Regions from separate parts of the Gossypium hirsutum genome. Here region 1 is linked to region 2. The links are chromatin contacts, called in public Hi-C maps. All regions are on one chromosome and are shown on one strand. Each heading gives the region's core, a stretch centred on a gene start, on an enhancer-like site or on the middle of the called end of the contact. The rest is flanking DNA. Distances are from core to core; before and after follow the strand shown. Region 1 holds the start of LOC107931696 (thylakoid lumenal protein TL20.3, chloroplastic). Region 2 holds the start of LOC121203531 (L-lactate dehydrogenase B).

Region 1 (5,081 bases), core at 2,194-4,693, 280 kb after region 2:
TGATTCTAGCTTTGCTTGGTATTGTGGCCATGCATGATTTGGAGCTTGAGCAGTTAGATGTAAAAACTGCATTTTTGCATGGAAAACTTGAGGAAGATATTTACATGCAACAACCAGAGGGTTTTATAATCTCAAAAAAAGAGGACTATGTTTGCTTGCTGAAAAAGTCCCTTTACAATTTGAAACAGTCACCAAGACAGTGGTACAAGAGGTTTGATTCCTTTATGACTTCTCATAATTTCAAAAGAAGTAGCTTTGACAATTGTGCTTACTTTAAGAAAAACATCGATAGTTCTTTTGTGTATCTACTCTTTTATGTTGATGACATGTTGATGGCAGCGAAAGATAAAGGAAAAATAAGAAAGGTTAAAGCCCAACTAAGTGAAGAATTTGAGATGAAAAACTTGAGACCAGCAAAGAAGATGCTTGGTATAGAGATTCTCAGATATAGAAAATCAAGTAAATTGTACCTAAGTCAGAAGGGGTACGTTGAAAAAGTTTTTTGCAAGTTCAATATGCAGAGTGCTAAGCCTGTTAGTACTCCTTTAGCAATCCATTTTAAACTTTCATTGGCTTTGTCTCCACAATTAGATGATAAGATTGAGTACATGTCACATGTTTCATACTCTAGTGCAGTGGGATCTCTCATGTATGCTATGGTTTGTTCACGTCCAGATTTATCATATGCATTTAGCACAGTTAGCAGATACATGGGGAATCCCGATAAAGAATATTGGAAAGTAGTTCAGTGGATTTTAAGATACTTACGAGGTACTACCGATGTTTGGAAAAACTAGAGATAGAGTCATTGGGTATGTTGATGTTGATTTTGCTAGAGACCTTGATAGAAGAAGACCTCTTACAGGTTATGTCTTTACAATCGGAGGTTGTGCAATCAGTTGGAAAGCCATTTTGCAAACTATAGTCACTTTGTCTACCATTGAAGCTGAGTACATGGTGATTATTGCGGCTTGTAAAGAAGCTATTTGGTTGAAGGGACTCTTTAGTGAACTCAATGAATACCTTCAAATCAATACAGTATTTTGTGGCAGTCAGAGTTCCATCTTCCTTACAAAAGATCAAATGTTTCATGAGAGAACAAAACACATTGATGTTCGATATCATTTTGTTCGTGATATTATTGCTCGTAGTGATATTGTTATGAGCAAAATTAGTACTCATGAAAATCCTGCAGATATGATGATTAAGTCACTTCCTATAACTAAGTTTGAGCATTGCTTAAACTTGGTTGGTGTTCATTGTTGAAGTTAAACCCTTAAGGGGTTTTATGGAAGAGGTGGAGAACTTGTTCGTTGAGAGTTCGCGATGAAGAACTTATTCATTGAAAATTCATGTCAAGGTGGAGATTGTTAGAATTAAGTGACCCGAATCCTTATTTAAATAAAATACAGTGGTAAAATAAAATAAAAGTAAAATCTCTATAGAACTACACTTCTTTTATTTTATTTTAGAATAAGGTTTTTTAAACCTTATTAAACTCCATCCATTTGATATTGATTTAAATAAGGTGTTTCAATCTTACTACACTCCTATTAGAATACGATTTTACAAGCCTATAAATTGACAGTCTATTCCTCTTGTAATTAATTCGAATTCGACATAGTGATTTTTTTCTTCTCTGCCCGTGGTTTTTTCCCGAAATAGTTTTCATGTAAAAATTTGTGTGTTGTTTATTTTATTTCTCTTTTCTTTGCGATATATTATCATTACCGGCGTTCTATTTTTTTTTACAGAAAGCTTATCAAATAAAGATACATCATTTTATATATATAAAAAAAGTCCACTAAATTATTCTTTTATTTTTATTTATACTAATAAATTATTGACACTAAAAATAATTTTTTACTTAAAATTATCTTTAAATTAATTAATTTTAAAATATAATAATTTTAATAAATAATCCAGCACGACCAAATCTAATAATGATAAAACAAATTTATTGTAATAGAGACTAGAGAGGCAGGCTTGTTGCTACACATCTTCTGCCCGATAAATTATATAGGCATAATTTACTGTTTAATTCTTAAAGTATATTTAATTTTTCACTTTGGTACTGAAACATTTGTTTTCTAATTTGGTACCTTAAGTATCAATTTTCTCTATTTTTGGTCAATTTTGTAAGGGCCTTTAAGAAAAATCTATTAACCCACTTTGGCCAATGGAAAAGTACAATGTGACTTATTTTGACAAATGAAAAAATACCACATGACAATTAAATTTTTTTAAAAATAAAAATATTAAATTTTATTGATAACAAATATAACAATATACACCACGTTTCCTTTTTTAATATTATATATATTATATTGATAAAAATTGTAAAAATTTATATTAATATATAAAAATTTTAAGAAAATATTTTTTATAAAATTCTAAAATATATAATTATAAATTTTAAAAATTAAAAATAATATATAAAAATTAATTTTTTATGAAAATTAAAAATGTATTTAAATTTCAAGTAATTGCAAAAGAAAAAAAACTTGAAATTTAAATACTTTATAGAATTTTATAAAAGAATTTTATTTTCAAACTTTTCTAAATAATTTTTACATTTTTTTACATTTTTTGTAATATATTATTAATTTCAACTAATTTCTTTTTAATTATCGTATTTTTTGTAAATTTTATTTTTATAATTTTTTATAATTTATATTTTTTTCTAGATTATATATATTTTCCTAATTGTTATATATTTATTTTTGTTTCATGTTTTTTAATGAGTATATATGTTTAATGAAAGAAACTATTTATTTTTTTACATAAAATCTCCACTTTGTGATTGGTCATTAGATTCTTTTTAACGTCTGTCAAAAAATGAATTAAAAAATATAACGAAAGCATATCTTAGATTCAAATTGAGAAGTGATTGATATTTTAAATATCAATTAGTAATAAAAAAAATTTAGATATCAAAATAGAAAATTGAGTATAATTCAAAGTCCAAATTGTAAAGTAAGCCAATTATATAATGTGAAGGATCCATTTAAAAACCTGAACTGAAGGTCCACACTGATCCACTATATGATAACAGGATTTTCCATCAATTTGTTAGTTATAGAGTTTTTTTTTTTTGTTAAAATATAGCATAAGGACCTTAACTCTTTATAAATTTTAGAATTCAGTCTTTTTATTTTTTAGATTTTAATTAATACAATTAAAATTATTTTGTCAAATTTTAGTTTATTACAAAGTCATCTTTTTAGTTATATGACTATGAAGTAAGGTTTTTTATTTTCAAATGTCACATCAATAAATTTTTTAAAAAATATTTGTATTAATAATTGAACTTAAATTTTAAAAATTTTAAAAAATAAAGAGATTAAATTTGTAAAAGTAAAGATATAAGGATTAAGTTGTAAATTTGTGTAACCAGTTCCCCACCTTCGTTGAATATGATAATCGAGTAAAAATTCAAATTCATGATATTTTTTTCAGGAAGAAAATATTAAACTTTAAAATTCCCCCAGAATAAACAGATGGAAAGGCAACATCCAATGAAAAACAAGCAAGAGACGTGTGTTAATCCCAACCAGTCCCGTTACTGCAAAAACAAGTGGATAAAATTGGAGCAAACATTTTAATATCAAAACTGCCACTATGCCCATCTGAACCAGCTTCCTCTTCTTCGTAACAACAAGAAACCAAACCACTACCTGTAAATGGCAGTGCCTTCACTCTCCTCTTTATCCATCAACCCTCTAATTAGTATTTCTTCTTCTTCTTCTTCTTCAAAAGCTTCATCCCGCCATCTTCCCTCATTCTCAAAACGTTTTGGCGTCTATTGCCAGGTTAATAATTCAGAAATCAAAGCTCGAATTAGCGGTGAGTAAATGATATCTTGATTCTGCTTGTTCGTTTCATCAATTATTATTATTATTATTATTATTATTATTATTATCATTTTTAGGTACTCAATTTTAACATAGTTTTCCTTTGAAAAAGGAAGATTGTTCCAACAATACGTATGAAGTTAGGGATGCTAAGTTTAAGATCTGGAAACCCTTGCTTTCAACAGCATTGGCAGCAGCCATAGTTGTTTTGGCTCTGATATCTCTGCTATGGCTGAACTTAATAAGTTTGAGGCAGAAACTCGTGGTGAATTTGGTATCGGATCTGCTGCACAGTTTGGTTCTGCGGATTTGAAGTGCGTTTTATTACAACATCTAAATTATATGCTCAACATCTCTGTTTTTGGTTTAGGAAGGGTTTGATTTTCTGTCTTATGTCGTGCAGAAAAGCTGTTCACGTGAACGAAAATTTCAGGTAACTTTTCAAAGTAAAGAATTTCAATTACTTCTTGGCAATCAAACTGAGGATTCACTAGTGCTCATAATCAATCCGAAATCTAAATGGTTGAAACAGAAGGGCAAACTTCACATCTGCTGATATGAGGGAATCTGATTTCAGTGGTTCAACCTTCAATGGTGCATACCTTGAGAAAGCAGTTGCATACAGAGCAAATTTCACAGGTAAATTTTCTGCCAAACGAAATTAGTTTACTTCATCCATGATAATTTGTAACACATACAAGTACACATAATGACAATTTTTTTTCCATCAAATCAAACAAAACTAAATGAAAATTATAATCTATTTGTAACTCATGAAATTATCTAGAAGCTCGAACTTGCCCAACTTTGGAGAAAAGTCTTCTCTCTTTTCCTTTTGTTTGTATCCCTGGTTGTGCTAGACCTGGAGGCGCTTCTCTTTTTACTCCTTGGGCTATTTGGTACCCTCTTTTCTGTAGTATTTGGACATTGGCTTGATAAGCTTTCAGAGTTCTGGCGAGAATTTGTGGAGAATCTTTCTGAATCACTTTGTGCTTCAAGTAAGGGATCTTCTGCATCAGACAGCTTATGACTAAATCCTTTCAGCTTAAAACTAGTTGATTCCAAGATACCCTCCTCCCTATTTGGGGAACCCCTTCCTCTATAGCCATTGGGAGAACCAGAAGTTGAATCTATTGTGTCGAGTGGAGACGTGAAGTTGGATGCTATTTCCTCTGTTAAATCCATAGCTTCATGCTCAGAAGTTTCTGATAGATCATTAAACTCCAC
Region 2 (4,417 bases), core at 1,589-4,088:
CAGGGTTTTGACGGGCGCCAGCAGTGACAATACACAGATCAGATCCAGCGGTGACGGAGTAATCAACGGACGCGTTGATTTTAGTGCGTGGGAGGAACGCCGCGGCGTGTTGGAGATCGAGCATTTCGCCGCGGAGCTTGTCAGACTTGGCGTCGACGAGGGCGAGTTCATCGGCTAAGTCCTGGGTGAGGATAGTTTGGGCGATAGCCATACCGACGTTCCCAACTCCGATGACGGAGATCTTGGTATGGCGCTTGGTGGAGGAAGGTGGATCGGTGTTTAGGATGGGCTTGAAGAAGGCTTGAGCCAGGTCTAGACCACCTGGACCCAAGGAAGAAGCTGAAGGACTCTTTTGCATTATAACTATAGAAAAAACAATCAAAGACTAGTGAAGTGAAGTGAAGTGTTGAGTTGAATTAGTTTGACTTGGTTATGGAGCTCGTTGTATGTCTTGTTTGGAGATTATGGAAAAGGGAAATAAGGGTTGAGTGCACAGTGCAGGAGGAGGAGGATATTATGGGGTTTTCAGTTATTCTCGATGCCCATAATTTTCGAAAAATATTTTCCACATTTGGCCGTGTTAATTTTATGAAAAACATCTTGACGGATTGAAAATAACTCATACAGAAAATAAGTTATTTTGAAGAGCGCAAATTATTTTTAGTAAATAATTTATTTATGTGTGATTTTGGCTTTATATAAAAATTAAATTTATTCTAGATCTATTATTTGCAGACGATTGTATTTTACTTGGGGAGACTACAGAAAGAGGTGCTCATTATTTGAAGCAGATTTTGCACGAATATGATATTTGTTTTGGTCAATGTGTTAATTATAATAAGTCTACAGTATTTTTAAGTATCAATACGCTGGAGGAGGAAAAAACAACAATTTCCAACGTACTTGGGGTGCATAACTCAAATGATCCAGAACGGTACCTTGGCTCCCCAGTATGGTGGGAAGAAGAAAGAAATTGTCTTTTCAAGTCTTAAAGGATAGATTTAAGCAATAAATCGTTAACTGGAGTATAAGGCATCTCTTTCAAGGAGGGAAAGAGGTATTCATAAAGGCTATCCTTCAATCCATTCCAACTTACACTATGGGTTGTTTCTTACTCCATAAATCTTTATATGCTGATTTGAAGAGTATAATTGCTAAATTCTAGTGGCAAAAAAGTCGAGGTAGAAATGATATTCATTGGTGTGCTTGGAAGGATCTATATTCATTAAAAGAAGATGGTGGCCTAGGTTTCCAAAATCTTGACAAATTTAATATTGCGTTATTAGCTAAGCAGGGTTGACGCCTTATTAATTTTCTCAATTCTTTGTTAGCTCGAGTTTTGAAAGCAAAATATTATCCAAACTCGAATTTTTTTAATGCTCAATTAGGGAATTTACCTTCACTTACCTGAAAGAACGTTTGGGCAGCAAAAAGACTCCTGGAGAAAGGCCTATGTTGGAGGGTTGATATGGGGGATCGAATTTCTGTTTGGGATGATCTATGGATTTCGGGAGATGAAGCAAACAGATTACAGATATAATTGTTAATACCTTTAATGCGGATATTGTAAAGAAAATTATGTGGATCCCTTTGGCGGAGACAATACACGATGAATTCCAAGTGTGGAGAAGAGAACCGTCTGGCGATTTCTCAGTTAGAAGCCCCTATAAACTATTACAGGAGACTAATTCGGATCCTAGTAATAATATATATAGGCTGAGACTAAAGATTTTTACAGAAAAGTATGGAATTTATACATCCCTTCGAAAGTTACAATAATAGTATGGAGAATCTCCTGAAATTATATTCCTACTCTAGCTAATCTCAAGCATAAAAAAGTGGTTGTGGAAGCTCATTGTCCTCGGTGTCGTCACTATGGGAAAGACAGTAACCATATATTTCGGCAGTGTCCTACAACAATGGTGGTATGGATGTACTTAAACCTTTTCTGGGTACTTAATAATGTCATTCAAAGCATGTGGGAGTGGCTTACCTAGGTTTTTAGTCCGGGGACTAGCGAACAGTGTCGTCTTTTCTGTTGCGGACTTTTGTTAATCTGGACATATAGAAATTGGTTAATCTATGAAAGGAAAAGTACGATGGGTAGGTACATTTCAAAAAAAATTTTATAGTTATATTTCTGAGTTGGACGGCATAGAAAAGAAGAAACTCACCTTAAAAGTATATAGAAGCCATAAATATGTCGATAGGAGAACAAGTGTGGCAATTTACTTTGACGTAGCCTTCGACCAACAATCTTGCAGATTTGCTTCGGGAATGGTAGTACGAGATGTGGGGGGTGAGATCTTGGCATCAAAGACGGTTCTCCACTTCAATGTAGCATCTCCTTTTGCAGCGGAGGCATATGCAGGATTACAAGCCATGCGATTAGGAATTTCTATGGGTTTTAGTATTTTGGAAATAGTGGGAGATTCAAGAACTGTAATAAAGAAATGCCAAATTATAGATTTCGACAGATCGGTTATTGGAACACTTATCAGAGATATTCACAGCAAAAAGGTCCATTTTCAAGAGATTGAGTTTCATTTTATCCCTAAAATAGAGAATACATACGCCCATATTCTTGCGAAAAAGACACTAAAAAAGGGTGAAGGCCATTACTTGCTGGATGATGTTCCAGGTTATGTTCGTCGCGCACTGGAGAAAAGTTGGCCAAGGCTACCAGACTGAAAAAGGAAAGTAGGCCTTCGTTGGAAATAGGTAGCAGAAGACTAAAAGATTTTTTGAAACCTACTATCATCAAAAGCTGGGACGGTGATATGAAAGGACACTGACTTATAGTGTCTAGCTGTTGATTTCGATTGGTATAGGATAGGATTAGGTTTCCTTTTTTTGTTTCATTCATTTTAAATTTCATGGGCCAATTCTGTGCAGATTTGGGTCCTGCTGCTTTGTTCATGTTTTAATTGGCTTTCTTTACTGGACTTAAGTCTAGTGCTATTGAAACTATTTGTTTTATTAAGGTTTAAGATTTTATAAAAGTCCAGTCGAGTTTTCAAAAAAAAAAATTTACTCAAGTTTAATATTATTATATTAAAAATAAATTTTTATTTTTTAAAAAAATTAAAATTAAATAAAATATTAATACAAATTGTTAAAATTTTTAATATTACTAAACATAAATATTTAATTATTTATAGATAATCATATAATAAATTATTATTGATATTAATAATTTATTATTTAATATTTCAATTTTATTTAATAATAAATTTTTTAAATAATATTTTTGAAAATATTCAATATTAATATTTTAATAATAAATATTTATTACATTTATAAATATATTAATAATAAATATTTTGTAGTATAAAGGTTAAACTATCATAAGTCTATGTAATCTTCACAAATTAGGAATTTTGTCCCTATAATTTTATTTTCAAAAATTTAACCCCTCTACTTTTCAGATTTAAAAGTCAAGTCAAATTGTTAATATTGTTATTTTTTTTGTCAATTTTGTTGATGTCACTAATTTTAAATAAAAAATACTTAGTATTCATGTAACTAAAAAAATGATGTTATAATGGATATGAATTTAACAAAATATTTTTAATAATACTAACAACTGAACCTAAATTTTGATATCTAAAAAGTGAGATTAACCCAAAAATAAAAGTACATTAACTAAAATTTAAATTTATGAAGAGTTCAAGGACTTATAACATATTTTAACCTAGTATAAAAATATGAATATTTTAATTAAATAAATTTGAGTATTTATTTAAATAATGCTTAGCTTCATTTATCCCTTATAACTTTAATGTGATAATATGTACTCTTATATATGTAATATATGTATTTAAATTAAGTTTTAATTAAGCATTATTTATTATTAAGTTGACATATAACATTGTTTATTACAAAATATTTTCTTATTATAAAAGAAATTTCGATTGGTAAAAGGAAATTGCACTATAATATTTTATAACAAATATATTTACCTCGTGTTTTTTACAAAGAATAATGTAAAATATTAATTTATAGGTATAAAATAAACTCAATTAAATAATAATAAGAAGAAGAAAATCTCAAATATATGTTTGTTTCATTACACACACATCAATTCACGACACATCAAACCATCTTCAGTAGGGACAACTTGCCTTTCGCAACCCACATAGCATAGAATTTTTATAACTCAAAGGAAACAAAAAGGAACTCACTAGAAACTTCAAGACAAAATATACTCTACTGGTCTTTTACCTCGATTGCTCGGGCATTTACTAACTTTTTGAACTAAATAAGAAACAATAACAATTATCAGACCATTTATCTACTAAAATTTGATCATGCATGCATTGATGTAAGGACGTAAATACCCTTGACATCAATCTTATAGTTTTCCAGAAATACCAATAAGTTAGTACTTATAAGTGACGTTTTGACAAGCTTCTGG

The links. A called contact is a pair of places that touch in the nucleus more often than the background predicts.
Region 1: a contact with region 2 is called in a Hi-C map of leaf, with 1.7 times the contacts expected there. The contact joins the promoter of LOC107931696 here to the promoter of LOC121203531 in region 2. A contact is called at or near these places in 2 of 34 Hi-C or Micro-C datasets (leaf and petal).

The regions. Positions count from the first base shown.
Region 1 is chrA08:115,749,594-115,754,674 of Gossypium_hirsutum_v2.1, forward strand. LOC107931696 (thylakoid lumenal protein TL20.3, chloroplastic) reads left to right here and starts at 3,444. Exons shown (of 7, transcript XM_016863635.2): 1 at 3,444-3,846; 2 at 3,971-4,168; 3 at 4,258-4,287; 4 at 4,387-4,493. The coding sequence starts at 4,083.
Region 2 is chrA08:115,470,133-115,474,549 of Gossypium_hirsutum_v2.1, forward strand. LOC121203531 (L-lactate dehydrogenase B) reads right to left here and starts at 2,839. Exons shown (of 5, transcript XM_041074865.1): 1 at 2,623-2,839; 2 at 2,175-2,347; 3 at 1,994-2,056; 4 at 1-1,911. The coding sequence starts at 358.